Linked DNA regions of Ovis aries: region 1 is linked to region 2. Evidence: chromatin contacts called from public Hi-C data. All regions are on one chromosome and are shown on one strand. Each heading gives the region's core, a stretch centred on a gene start, on an enhancer-like site or on the middle of the called end of the contact. The rest is flanking DNA. Distances are from core to core; before and after follow the strand shown. Region 1 holds the start of PSMA4 (proteasome 20S subunit alpha 4). Region 2 holds the start of SKIC8 (SKI8 subunit of superkiller complex).

Region 1 (6,627 bases), core at 1,726-4,225, 220 kb before region 2:
CTCATCACTATACAACGTTTCTCCACTGAGTACCTGGCCCTGCATTTATGGTCGTGGGCCTCAAGGAGGTTTCAAGCAACTAAGTTAAAACCAGGAATTTTCGGAAGTAAAAACACAACCAACTGTTCAATTGTAACGTGTCATGGTACACAGCCCTCCCAAAATATGATGAGATGTTTTCAACTCTCTTCCCTGAGATTGCACTTACTCATTTAGTTTATAAATTTTTTCGGAAAAAAAGACTTCATCAAGAAGCTTGTGGATGTTGCGTCTCTCTGCTGCAAGCAGAACACCATCGTTTGCTAAAATTCCCAAACAGGTGCCTGCGTGTCCAATAGCTTCCATGGCATATTCAACTTGGTACAAGCGACCTACAAAACACAAGCAGCAAGAAACCAAGACTCTCCTCCTTGTTCTTGCACCACTGGTTCAAGAGCAATCAGCAACAACACTAGAGAGCTACAGACAACTGTCCCACTTTTACTAATAGTCCTATGAAGCACACAATTAACCTAGTGACCATAACAACCTCAAAGTACAAAAAGGATGAACAGCTTAACAGTTAAAAATATTTAGTTTTATTTGAGACAGATCAAACAATTTATATTTTACCTTCTGGAGAAAATATAGTGGTCCTGGAGTCATATCTTCGAGACTGCAAAGGAAAAACATACAAGTGATTTCTACCCACTAAAAATAAGTCAACCCCTGCAAACCCACAAATCATTTTACAGAACACATCTTGGCATGCAAAATTCAGAGAGTGGGAGGAAACTGATAAGAAGATATCATTCCATTTCAGTTTTCTCATGCAAGTTGTTAAGATGAGTACAAGCAATTCTATTTATCAGGCAACCGTTTATTGGCATGTGTATTAACTCACCATGTTTTCTTAGGTTTATGATAATTCCTGTAAAAAGAAAATAAGGTAATTATTAAAATGAAACTTACAATTTAAAAAGCATTTCTTGACTTGAAAAAAATCTGTTTTGTCCACTCTCTTCATTCAGCCAACATTGTGGTGCACCCAGGCACTATGCTAAATGCTGAAATACCAAGACAGGTAAGACCAACCCCTTTCCCAAAGAGTTTACAGTGAGGGAAGCAGACACAGAAGGACAGTTATAAAGCAGTGTGGAAACAGAGGCACTAAGGGTAGAGTGGGAACAGGTTGGAGAAAATCCAGAAAGTAGTTTTCGTGAAACAAATACAGAATATGAGCCCATATTAGAGGCAGAAAGGCAGAAATAAGGCTGAGAACACTCCGGTCTAAGAGGAAGACTAGGGGAAGAAAGGAGGAAAAGGCATTCCAGGCAGAGGAGAAAGCATGGACAAAGGGCACTGAGGCAGGATCACTCAAACGGGTAAGACAAGTGGCTGAAGTTAAAAAAAAATATATGACATGGAAGCAAACTAGATGTCCATCTATAGATGAATGAGTAAAGAAGCTGTATTCATAGGCACAATGAAATATTAGTCGGTCATAGTAAGGAACTAACTGAAGTCAGTTGAACCCAGGTGGAGGAATCTAGATAGAGCCTGTCATACAGAGTGAAGTGAGTCACAAAGTGAAAAACAAATATTGTATATTAACACATATGCAGGAATCTAGGAAAATGGTACAGATGAACCTATTTGCAGAGCAGGGATAGACAGAGATGTAGAGAAAGGACTTGTGGGCACAGTGCGGGGCAGGAGGAAGAGGCTGGGACGAATTGACAGTAGCAGCGAAATACACACACCATCATGCGTAAAACAGGGAACTAGTGGGAAGCTGCTGTATGGCACAGGGAGCTCAGCCTAGTGCTCTGCGTCAGCCTAGAAAGGTGGGATGGGAGCGGCTGGGAGGAAGGGCTCAAGAGCGAGGGGTATATGTATACTTATGGCTGATTCACAACTTGTTCAGCAGAAACCAACACAACATTGTTCAGCAATTATCCTCCAATTAAAAATTTTTAAAAATATATAGATATATGAAAAAACTAAAGAACTAAACAAGTATCTAGGTCATGTAGAGCTTTGAATGCCAAGCTAAGAGGCTCAGGCTTTCTCCAGAGGATGATACCGGGGTCCTGAACCATGAAAGGGAGAAGCGGGACAGTAATCTTGGGCATTACTACTATTTCTGCAGAAGACAACATTGGGGCTCAGCGTGACTTGGTGGAAAAGCCAAACTTCGGCTTCCAGAGCCAATTTTCCCAAATCCCGGAATACTGAGAATTAAGAATGGGAAGATAAGCAGGGATCAGGCCCCGAAGGCCCGCATGCTCAGGTAAAAACTGTGAATTTTATCTCTTAAGCAATGGGGCTCCAAGGAATGATGCTGGGCCAGAGAGCCACAGAAGCTGACTGGCATTTTCGAAAGATCGCTCTGGCTGGTGAAGACTGGGGAAGAATAGTCAGTTATGAGTGTACTGCAACACACAGCTGAAAGGTAAGTGTGGCCCTGAGCAGAGAGCCAGGAGGGCACAGAGAGGAGACCCGCCGAGCTTGATTCGCGCGAGAACACAACTTTCTCATCTCCACGCCGGTCAACCGCCCGAGGCGAGTCACCCGCACCTCCTCTCCCTCAGGTTCACTTTCGCGTCCGAACTCTTCGTGGGACCGAGGCAGCACTCTGTCCTGCCCACCCGGCCCGCGCCCGCCCCGCCGCCCCAGCGTCCCCGGCCCCGCGATGCCCGCTCAGCGCAGGGAAGCCCGATGGAGGCCGGCCGGAGCCAATTCCCCGGCGAGTCCGTCACTGACGAGCCGGTGCAGAGTCATCGTGCCCACGGTTCCTCGGCGGCCGCTGCAGGCCGGGACCCGCTCTGCCGCGACGCTCACGGCTCCGGCCTGCAGGGAGAGCGGCCAAGCTTCCGAGGGTGCGCAGTGGGTAAAGGCTCACCGGAGGGAAGACGCTGAAGAGTGGAGACTAACACCGAGCACCTTTCTCCGCGGGAGAGACACGACAGTGCCCGAGAATCCGCTGCTAATATGGCTCCCGCGCGTGCGCAGAACCGCCGGGGGTGGGGCAGCCGAGGACGCGGAAGTTCTTCTGGGGGGGCGGAGCGACAGTCTGTTGCCCTCATGGGCTATGGGGAATTGGGGTACGAAGGCACTGGCAGGGATCTCAGCCCAACGAAGGGGAACTAGAACATGAAGAGGAGGGCGGGAAGACCCTGGCCAGGGAGAAGTGGAATTTTGGCTCATGACCCTTTCCCACGCTTTGCGCTCTATTTTCACTTTCACTTTCTGTTCAGCCCTAAGTCATACCTCAGGAGAGCAATGATGTTCAGTTCGGTCAGATCAGTCGCTCAGTCGTGTCCGACTCTACGCCCCCATGGACTGCAGCCCGCCAGGCTTCCCTGTCCACCACCAACTCCAAGAGCTTACTCAAACTCATGTCTCTTGAATTGGTGATGCCATCCAACCATCTCATTCTCTGTCATCGCCTTTTCCTCCCGCCTTCAGTCTTTCCCAGCATCAGATCTTTTCCAATGAGTCAGTTCTTCGCATCAGGTAGCCAAATTATTGGAGTTTCAGCTTCAGCATCAGTCCTTCCAATGGATATTCAGAACTGATTTCCTTTAGGATGGACTGGTTGGATCCCTTGCTGTCCAAGGAACTCTCAAGAGGCTTCTCCAACACCACAGTTCAAAATTATCAATTCTTCAGTGCTCAACTTTATAGTCCAACTCTCACATCCATAAATGACTACTGGAAAAACCATAGCTTTGACTAGACAGACCTTTGTTGGCAAAGTAATGTCTCTTTTTTAATATGCTGTCTACGTGGGTCATAACTTTTCTTCTCAGATGGTAAAGAATCTTCCTGCAATGCAATGTGGGAGACCTGGGTTCAATCCCTGGGTTGGGAAGATCCCCTGGAGAAGGGAATATGAACCCACCCCAGTATTCTTGCCTGGAGAATTCCCTGGACGGAGGAACTTGGTGGCTATAGCCTGTGGGGTGGCAGAGAGTCGGACAAAGTGACTAAGCAACTTAACACTTTCACTTTGCCTTCCCTGGTGGCAATGGTGTGGGACCGCCTATTAACTGCTTGCTTTTCCTGCCCTGTTCTCAAAACAGGCCCAAGCACCTCAGATCTTACCCTTCACCCTCCCTCTTATTATCTCCCTTTTTGAATATACCTTCCACTTTCATTGCTAATACATGTGTTTTTATACATATAAAGCAAATTATCATGAGGTTTACATCTTTGGGAGAACTTTCACCTTAGTATCCTCCTCTGCCTTTGATGTCATTAGAAAGGATTCCTCTGACCAATCTAGTTAAAGCAATACCCTACCATCACCATACATACCTGTTATCTTCTATACAGAAACTATGTTTATTTGCGTCCTCATTATCCATCTCTCTATTCCACCACTTTTTAAAATATGGCTTCAGTCCCTATGTAAACTATCTACTATTCATGTTTTAAGTTTCTTCAAGGGAGACGATTGACTAGGTCTGAATTAACTTGTAGTCATTTGCTCACAGTCTCTTCCAAGAAAAGGTCCTCAGGGTAGGGACTTTGTCCTTTTCATGTTGGTCAAAAATTTATTATGCAGAATTCTGGGCTTTGAAAAGGAGGTAGCTTGGGAATGAGCTGTGGTTTGAGGTCTCTCCATTCATTTCTGCTTCCCAGGCACGTAGGAAGGAGAGCCAAGGCAAGATGGCAAGAGCCACATCCAGACAGATGGTGTTCTGAAAGCATCCTTAGGTGGCAGTGTAACCTTTGGGATCTCTGAGGATCCCTGCCACCTTAGTTCATCCTGCAGAATTAAGCATTAAGAGTTTTAAGTGAGAAGTAGAATTTATTAGGTCAAAAGAAGAGGGAGCCATTGAGATAAAAGAGCAGAAGTAAAAATGAGTTTAACAAGTTGCTGACAGAGTAGTTCTGTCTGGCCAGAGTGAAGAAGTCAATAAACAGGAAAAGAGGAAAGGTATTTTAGGCCAAATTTAGAACATTTTCAGTGACAGAATTTTTTCTCTGTAGGTAGTGGGAAAGAGGATTAAATTGATGTTTTAGGATGATGAAGCCTCATGATCTCCCGTCCCACATGTTCCTCCTACAATGTGGCAAGGATGCTTCCCACTGAGAGGCTCTGTGTCCCCTTGCCCTGAATCTGGGTGGATTTGTGACTTCAGTGGAAGTAATATCATATGACTTTCAAAGGCAGGTCATAAAAAATATATTCCTGTCTTGTTCTCTTGGGCAGGTGTTTCTTGGAACCCCAGCACCATGCTGTAAGGGAGCAGAGACGAAACGGAGAGATGTTCCACCAACAGCCCAGATGAGGTTCCAGCGTGTCCCGCACGCTGGATTTGTGAGTGAGGATTCCTCCAGATGATTTTAGTCCTGTCACTGAATCTCCCTCAGCCATGAAACCTCCCCCAGCATTCAGGTTTTCCCAGCGAAGGCCTCAGACATCGTGGAGCAGAGACAAGCTGTTCTAGTGCCTGTCTGAATTCATGACCTGAAGATACCATAAGATAAAAAAAATTACTGAGCTTTTAAGCCACTAAGTTTTTGGTTAAATTGCCACACAGCAATATATGTAACTAGAGTTTTTATCTGCCCTAATATGAAGGATGTAGCCCTCCAGGCTCTTCTGTCCACGGAATTCTCCAGGCAAGAAGACTGGAGTGGGTAGACATTCTCTTCTCCAGGAGATCTTCCCGACCCAAGAATCGAACCCAGGTCTCTTGCATTGCAGGCAGATTCTTTACTGTCTGAGCCAACCAGGAAACCTTAATATGAAGGATGTAGGTTGGATAACAAGACCAGAAACTAAAGCTCTGTTGCAGTCGAGAGGGGCTAAAAGCCTGGACAGGAAAAGATACTTGCAAGAGTAGAGTCTTTGCTGGACAAATGGTATTAATTCCCAAACCTAGAACTGGATTTGCTCCTCATTGGTGGAAAGAACCAAAGACTGGCACCTGTAGATGTGCGTTCATTCTAACAGTTCATCAGACAGACCTTTATTAAGGGTGTGCTAGGGGCTGGGCAGGGAACTTGATTCTGGAGATAATGAAATAAATATTATTGCGTTTATGCCACCAAAGAGTTTATAAGCCACATTGAACTGATTGACTGGAGATAAGCTGCAGCAAACACCAAATAGTAAAATAGCAATGCAAGGCAGCACGTATTTAATTGAAAGGGTGGTCAGCATTATTTGTGTTCATAATTCAGGGAAAGAGAACCCATGTTAACAGGAGGACCAAACAAGTAGGAAATCTTGAACTCTCAGCAACCTAAGAGTTTCACAGTGTAAGAAAATGAATAGTGCTCTGGGAGTGAAATACAAGTTTTAGTTCATTTTTCTAGTCCCCAGTTTCCTGAATGGTCAAGCCAGATAAAAATCACAACCCCTTAAATTTGAGAACTGTAAGTATTTTTCTGTGAACCAACTTATTTGATTGTCCTAACACAGGGTGTGTGTTAGGTGAGCCCCAGGGAGGAAAGGCAGGGAGAGAGAGGAAGTGGTGTGGGTACCTGGTTCTCTTGGAGCAAACTCCTTCAACTTTTTAAGCATCTATTTCCTCATCTGAAAATGGGAATTAATCATAAGAGTACTTCTCTCCTGGGTTTATAGTGGAGATTAAGTGAGATAATGTATGTAAAGTACTGTGATATAAC
Region 2 (7,068 bases), core at 1,386-3,885:
GACAAAAATTAAACTAATCCCCAAACTATTTGCTTCAATTGGAAATTAACAGTAGTGGATTTGGAAGAAGGCACAAAAAGGTGAAAGCCCTAGCGTTCTGACAACAGATAAAAGGCATGAAAGTGATCAGTGTGCTCTCAGAATAATCTACAGATGGAATATTTAAAGTTAATGCACAGAAAAAAGAAAAGAAACACATAATCCCAAATCACACAAATTAAAATTCACTTAATTACATAGTTGTAAGGACTTTTCTGGACAAAATTTCACCATTCTTAAAGTAGGAGTGTTCAAAAATATTTCTTATATAAGCTAAAAGGAAATAAAGATGACCCAATTGCCCTGGTTAAGGAGAAGTCATATAATAATCAGTCTATTTTCAAAACCCAGAGAAACCCAGAAACTCTGCCAATAAAATTAAAGGGACAAAAACCAAGATTGGTCAAAACTGGCAACCAGTTGTACAGGAAGACAGCAGATCACTCCTCATTTCGCTGTTAAAAGCCACTGCATTGGGGACTGATGTTAGGCCCTTTCCACACTCTAGTAACCTGGATCCTGGCCATTGCAGTGTCAATTTCTGTTTGTTGGGTCCTGTGGAATTTCCCTGAATGCTGTGGTCCAGTCAGCGCTTAGGTCAATATGATGGGAACTGCCTCCAGTTTGAAGACACGCTTCCTGGCCTGAGGGTATAATTTGTACACTCTTCTTTAGCTTCAGGGACAAATGCACTCTGGTCAAGTATATCCAGAATGGTTACAGGGATAATGTGACTTTTAACAGGGGCCATGTAAGAGTTTTGACAATTCAAGGTTAACAGCTGAAGCCTGCTCATTTTGACCCAAATTTTCTAAACTTGTGTGACATGTAGGGGATCCACTGGGGCTGGGTGAAGTTCCCATTGACAGAGCTATCACTGAAGGAATTCCTGAGGACCAGAGAACAGGCACTGGGAGCCTTGTGAGTGTATTTAGCAAATTTCTGGGCCATAAAATCTCCTCATACGGCCCTCAAAGATTTTATCCAGTTGTATGGACAAGAGTTGTATGGTCTAACAGTTTTCTGAAATCATCATAGAACTCAAGATGTTTTAATAAACTAGATGCTGGGAAATTAACTTTCGAGGGTGGGCGGGGTAGGGTAAGGGTACATGGATATTTCAAGGGTTTACATTCACTGTGACCATACTTTACCATCATCCCCTTCTTCTAGACTCTTTTTGGACTTCTAAACCAGTTTTAATCAGGAAAGACTGTGATCTCTCTCTCATGATAAGCTGAAAGAAAGCTTAAACCTTCAGGGCGCGCCCCCCACCACCCAGAACTTCCACTCCCTACTGCCCAGAGAGATTGAGACAGTGAACAGCAGCCAGGAGGGGCCGGGCAGCTTTTCAAGGATGGGGTGCAGTGCCTTCACCCTTCCATCTCCTTTTAAAATGCTGGTCATGAGCTTCTAAACTGATATGCATCACAGTAACCTAACCGGCTGTGTCCATAATCACCACGGGCCCTGACTGCAGCCATGAAATTAAAAGATTCTTGCTCCTTGGAAGAAAAGCTGTGATAAACTTAGCCTATTAAAAAGCAAAGACAAAAAAAAAAAAAAAGCAAAGACATTACTTTGCCGACAAAGGTGTGTCTAGTCAAGTGGAGTGAAAGTGAAAGTCGCTTGGTCCTGTCCAACTCTTTGCGACCCAATGTTTTATAGAGTCCATGGAATTCTCCAGGCCAGAATACTGGAGTTGGTAGCCTTTCCCTTCTCCAGGGGATCTTCCCAACCCAGGGATCAGGTCTCCTGCATTGCAGGCAGATTCGTTACCAGCTGAGCCACAAAGAAAGCCCGTCTAGTCAAAGCTATGGTTTTTCCAGTAGTCATGTATGGATGTGAGAGTTGGACCATAAAGAAGGCTGAGCACCAAAGAACTGATACTTTTGAACTGTGGTGTTGACAGTTGACAGTTGATTCTTGAGAGTCCCTTGGACAGCAAGGGGATCAAACCAGTCAATCCTAAAGGAAATCAACCCTGAATATTCATTGGAAGGACTGATGCTGAAGCTGAAGCTCCAATACTTTGGCTACCTGATGGGAAGAGCTGACTCATTGGAAAAGACCCTGATGCTGGGAAAGACTGAAGGCAGGAGAAGGGGACGACAGGATGAGATGATTGGATGGCATCACAAACTCAATGGACATGAGTCTGAGCAAACTGGGAGATAGTGGGAGGACAGGGAAACCTGGCGTGCTGCTGTCCATGGGGTCGCAAAGAATCAGACACGACTGAGCGACTGAACAACAACCGGTTGTGACCTTACAGTTGAAATATAAAGCTCTATGTCACTGAAAAAGTTTTGAAGCAATAGAACTCTTGTGGTCATCAAGTTTAGTCTATCTCAAAGTACAAATAAAGAAATTGGAACCCATCCGCAAGCCGGTTCTCAGTGGCCCCGCCCCGGGGGAAACCAAGGTGACCGGGGCGTGGTCTCTTCCCCTTCCCCACGCCCATCCTCCTCCCCTCCCGGCGCGCATTGAGGCAGCCTGCGCTGCGGTGTGCGCCTGCGCCTTGGGGACCGGCGAGATGTCCCGCCTCTTCGTGAGCTAATCACCCCGCGTCGCGGTCGCGCGGAACCTGGCGTCAGAGGAGCCGCGGGGCAGTGCAGCCGGGCAGTGAGGCGGTGAGTTGGTCCGCAAAGCGGTTGGGGGTGGCACTCGTAGGTGCCTATAACGGTCCAGGTGGAGGGCGAGTGAGCGACAGTGGGCCCGAGACTATCTCTAGGAGGGTTTGCTCAGGAATGCCCCACGCCGCAGGGCCTGAGGATGGTGGCTTCCGTGACTCCATTTACTCTGGCTGCCTCGGTGTGTGGGGCCTGAGGGGAGAGGGTAGGTGGCCTCATCTTGCATCCTGAGGATGGTCTGTGCAGCCTCGAGGTTAGGGCTGGTCTCAGTGTCGAGAACTGTCTTAACCGAAGTTTTCCAGTGGTAGGCCACGCTGTCTTTTTCGGTAGCGAGCTGGACAGGTGCAGGCACAGGCTGAGTTATCTTTACTTCAAGTACCATGTAGTATTGCGGGTTACTGGCTGGATGGCATCACCGACTCGATGGACGTGAGTCTGAGTGAACTCCGGGAGATGGTGATGGACAGGGAGGCCTGGCGTGCTGCAATTCATGAGGTCGCAAAGAGTCGGACACGACTGAGCGACTGAACTGAACTGAACTGACCTCCTTGAGTACTTTAATAGAGGCATGTGTAGTATTCTTTGGAAACATTGAGGAAGCAATGAATTCTGCTTGGGAAATGAGAGGAGAGTTCTCTAAAGAAGGAAGGTGACACAAGGGGCTTTTGGGGTCCTCTTAACGCTGAAATTATTGTAAGATAAGAAACTGATGTAAAAGGCAGTGTGGAAGTGAAAGTCGCCCAGTCGTGTCCGACTCTTTGCAACCCCATGGCCTATACAGTCCATGGAATTCTCCAGGCCAGAATACTGGAGTGGGTAGCCTTTTCCTTCTCCAGGGGATCTTCCCAACCCAGGGATCGAACCCAGGTCTCCCAAATTACAGGCGGATTCTTTACCAACTGAGCCACAAGGTAGTGTAACCTATACTATAAGCTTGTATCCACCTTCTTCTGTGAGACTAACCTTGGGGGAGGCTCCTTAACCTCTCTTGAAGTCTCACTTTCTTTATGAGGAACGTAAAGATTATAATAAGAATATCTATTAAATGAGGTGAGAGGGTTCAGTGAGCTAACCTACATGTGATATGTAAAACAGGGTACATCATGGTACCCTGACTCATGGTACATCATCAAACATACATTCATTGATAGAAGCACACCTCTATCTTGAGGAGCCTGGCTTCTTGGAAGTTGACTTCTTGCAGACCTTGCTACTCTTGTTTCTCCTTGTTGCAGGGAATTGTTTCTGTTGCAGGGATGTGAGGCAGGATTTGGAAGGGCAGAAGGTTGGTGCCCAAGAGAGTTTGTATACTGTTTACTCCAGCGAAACTGGCTTGACCTCCTGCCTTTCTTTCCTACCCTTGCCAAGACACTGTTCTTGGGTCACAAATGAATTAAGCACTACCGCCTTGACTGAGATCTTCACTGGCAAGGTTATTTAGAAATTGTTTTTTCTGTTATCCTTGGAAAACCTTCACAGTAGTCTTTTTGAGTTTGCAAATTTGAAGCAAGTAACCTGAACATGGATGCCTTAGATGTATAGTCTCCTCTGTCCATGGATAGAATTGAGGGGGCCATGAACTTGCATGAGAAAAAAAATTGCATCCTTGTGTTCTCAGACTTCTAACTGAAATTTAGCATTTCCTTCAATTATAAATGTAGTCAGCAAACCAAGTATTAACAGGGTGACTTTGTCACCAATAGAAATCACATGTATTTTCGTATCTTAGGATATTGTATAAGTTCATCATAACTTTGAAATTATGGTAGTTGTTAGATTTGCTGCTAAATCTTGTTATATAATGTGTAAATAAAGACTCACATATGCTATCACAAAATCTAATTTTTGTATTTGGTAAAATTTTATTTCTGTATACGGTTGATCCTTACTATTCTCAGGCTCTGTATTTCCAAATTCATCTACATTCTAAAATTTGTAGCCCTCAAATCATCGTTTGCAGCACTTTGTGATTTTGGACGTGTGCGAGGTGGTGAAAATTTTGAGTCAACTGACGCACATTCTTAGCTGCAGTTGAACAAGGAAGCACTCTGCTTTCTTGTTTCAGTTATCATGCTGTAAACAAGTGTCTTTTTTTCAGTCTGTTAGTGTTAGGATTTTTGTAGTTTTGGGTTTTATTGGTGACTTCCCTGTTTAAAATAGCCCTCCAAGCACAGTAGTAAGGCTCTCTTAGTGTTCCTAAGTCCAGGAAGACTGTGATGTGTCTTATGGAGAAAACACATCTGTGGATAAACTTCATATAAGCATGAATTATGTCGCTGTTAGCTGTGAGTTCAATATTAATGAATCGCCAATGTAAAATAGGGTGTCTTTAAACAGAAACACGCAGAAAATAAAGTTACTTATTGATCAGTTGTCCCATATTTACCAGAATCTTGCAGGAACCTAATATAGTGTCTCTCCCAGGAAGAGTGGATCAGTGTTCACTAACTCAGTATTCACTGACTTTATGGAACTTAACTGCCTGGAATAACGAGAATGGACTATACTTGGTTTCCTTTCTAATCCTATGTATTGTATGTATTTTAAAACATCCTGAAAAGGGATTTATAGGCTTTACAAAGCTACCTGGGGTTGGGGGGGGGAGGATTCTGTAGCACACACACAAAAGTTAAGAAGCCTTATTATAGCTTTGGGGAGACATGTAATCTCCCTCTAGCTCACACCCTCGTTTACACTCCTGCTGACTCTTATATGCATTTTTGGCTGCGATCCCTGCATGGACCGTAAGAACTTTGCTCCCCCATATTTGCTTGTTGAGTTTTTAATAAAATAATACTTTAAATTAAAAGATCCTATGGTTATATCTCTTGGAAAAACAGCAAGGAGGGAGACTGGATCCTCTCTGTAGTCAACTTGAGGAGAAGAAAATATAAGAGGTGGTAGATATTAGTTGAGAAAGAAGACTGTGCCACCTGGTAGGGCTTGTGAACAGGGACCCTGGGATCAATCTATAGCAAAGTGTCAGGTCAACTCTGGCCAAGAGTTGCCTTACAGTCTTGATCCAGGGAACCTTCTATAGCCTTCTATCCTGATGGCCGCCTCTTACTGAAGCCCTGGTGTTGTTTCCACAGAGCTGTCTGGCCTTTAGCCCTTCATCCTTGGTTAAGGAGATGACCAACCAGGTAAGGCCTAGGGAGAAGAAGAGTACCAGTTGGTCTCTTTGGGGGTTCGAGCCCAATACATTGTCTGGGTTTGTAGTCAGAAAACTAGCATCTGCTCTGCTTCTGAAGAAGAGGGTATCCTGGGCACCTAGTCACCAGAGGGTTAGGTGGCATTAGTAAAATGCACAACACTGAGAGAAGGGTAATTTTATTTCAGTCTGTACCACAGTTTACAAAGGGATTGAGGAAGCTTAAAAGAATTCGTACACAAAAACGAGAAAGAAAAATTAGAAAGGGAGAAACATGTCTTTGTAATAAAATTAGGGACAGAGTTAACAGGTTATTATGCAGGCTGTGTGGTTTTATACAACTACAAAAATTAAGCTGCAAACTGGACTTTGAGCTTCCTGGTGATGAGAGCAGGAAAAAGCACATAATTTTTTACTGTTTTTTGGTGGGTGGAAGTAGTTAGAAGAGACTCTAGCTTCTTTAAGGACTAATTGTTTTCTTTAAGAGACTATAGTTTCTTTAAGAAGTAACACTACAAACCTTGCATGAGCTCGCAGGAGGTCAGGCCACAGCAAGGGAGGTACCTAACACTGGTGATTCTATCTGCTGGGGCACAAGGTGGTGAGTTGGGAGGTGTTTTAGGGAAGGGATGGGACACATCTGAAATCTGACCATTGGTTTAATGTGTCTTCTGTTCTTTTTTAGTACAGTATTCTCTTCAAACAAGAGCAAGGTAAGCAGCTTGCCAGTTCAAGATATTCACCTGTGAAAAGCTGTTGTCCGTGGCTTAAGGTTTTTGTCATGCTGACCAGACATGCAGTTCCAGCCATACTCACTTTACATAAGAATTGGCAGGGGCAGCTGAAAACAAATACACTTTGGAACAAACAACCAACAGCAAAAAAGCCAACCACTAACTTAAAGAGCAAGAAGCAAATGATAGATTGGAGAACTCTGGGCTCAGGAAACTTTTTCCCGCTTGAGGAAGGTGACTGAGCTTCCCGGCTATCAAAGTGAAAGAAGGAAACTCTGAGTCTCAGGACTCTGTTAATACCAGCTCACCTGGGGAGGTAAACTTGAGCCTGGCCATGAACGCAGAAGTTCTCGTGAGAGCCTTTATTCAGGCTCCTCCACTTAACAAGTGGAGCGAGTCTCACAGAGGGCCTTTGACCCTCAATAAAAGAGGAGGATAGAATAGGTGAATTTCTGTCAAGACCACTGAGTATATGGGTGGGCGTGTGTCAGTGGTAGTGGTGGGGATGGGA

What was found. Hi-C and Micro-C count contacts between places; a contact is called where the count stands out from the background.
Region 1: a Hi-C map of tail adipose tissue shows a contact between it and region 2, with 2.3 times the contacts expected there. The contact joins the promoter of PSMA4 here to the promoter of SKIC8 in region 2. A contact is called at or near these places in 2 of 16 Hi-C or Micro-C datasets (both in tail adipose tissue).

Annotation. Positions count from the first base shown.
Region 1 is chr18:28,730,794-28,737,420 of ARS-UI_Ramb_v3.0, reverse strand. PSMA4 (proteasome 20S subunit alpha 4) reads right to left here and starts at 2,975. Exons shown (of 9, transcript XM_004017819.6): 1 at 2,885-2,975; 2 at 884-910; 3 at 613-655; 4 at 209-371. The coding sequence starts at 886. HYKK (hydroxylysine kinase) reads right to left here. Exons shown (of 7, transcript XM_060401709.1): 7 at 5,934-6,627.
Region 2 is chr18:28,513,123-28,520,190 of ARS-UI_Ramb_v3.0, reverse strand. It overlaps SKIC8 (SKI8 subunit of superkiller complex), which reads left to right and starts at 2,635. Exons shown (of 11, transcript XM_060401695.1): 1 at 2,635-2,877; 2 at 5,765-5,815; 3 at 6,509-6,536. The coding sequence starts at 5,804.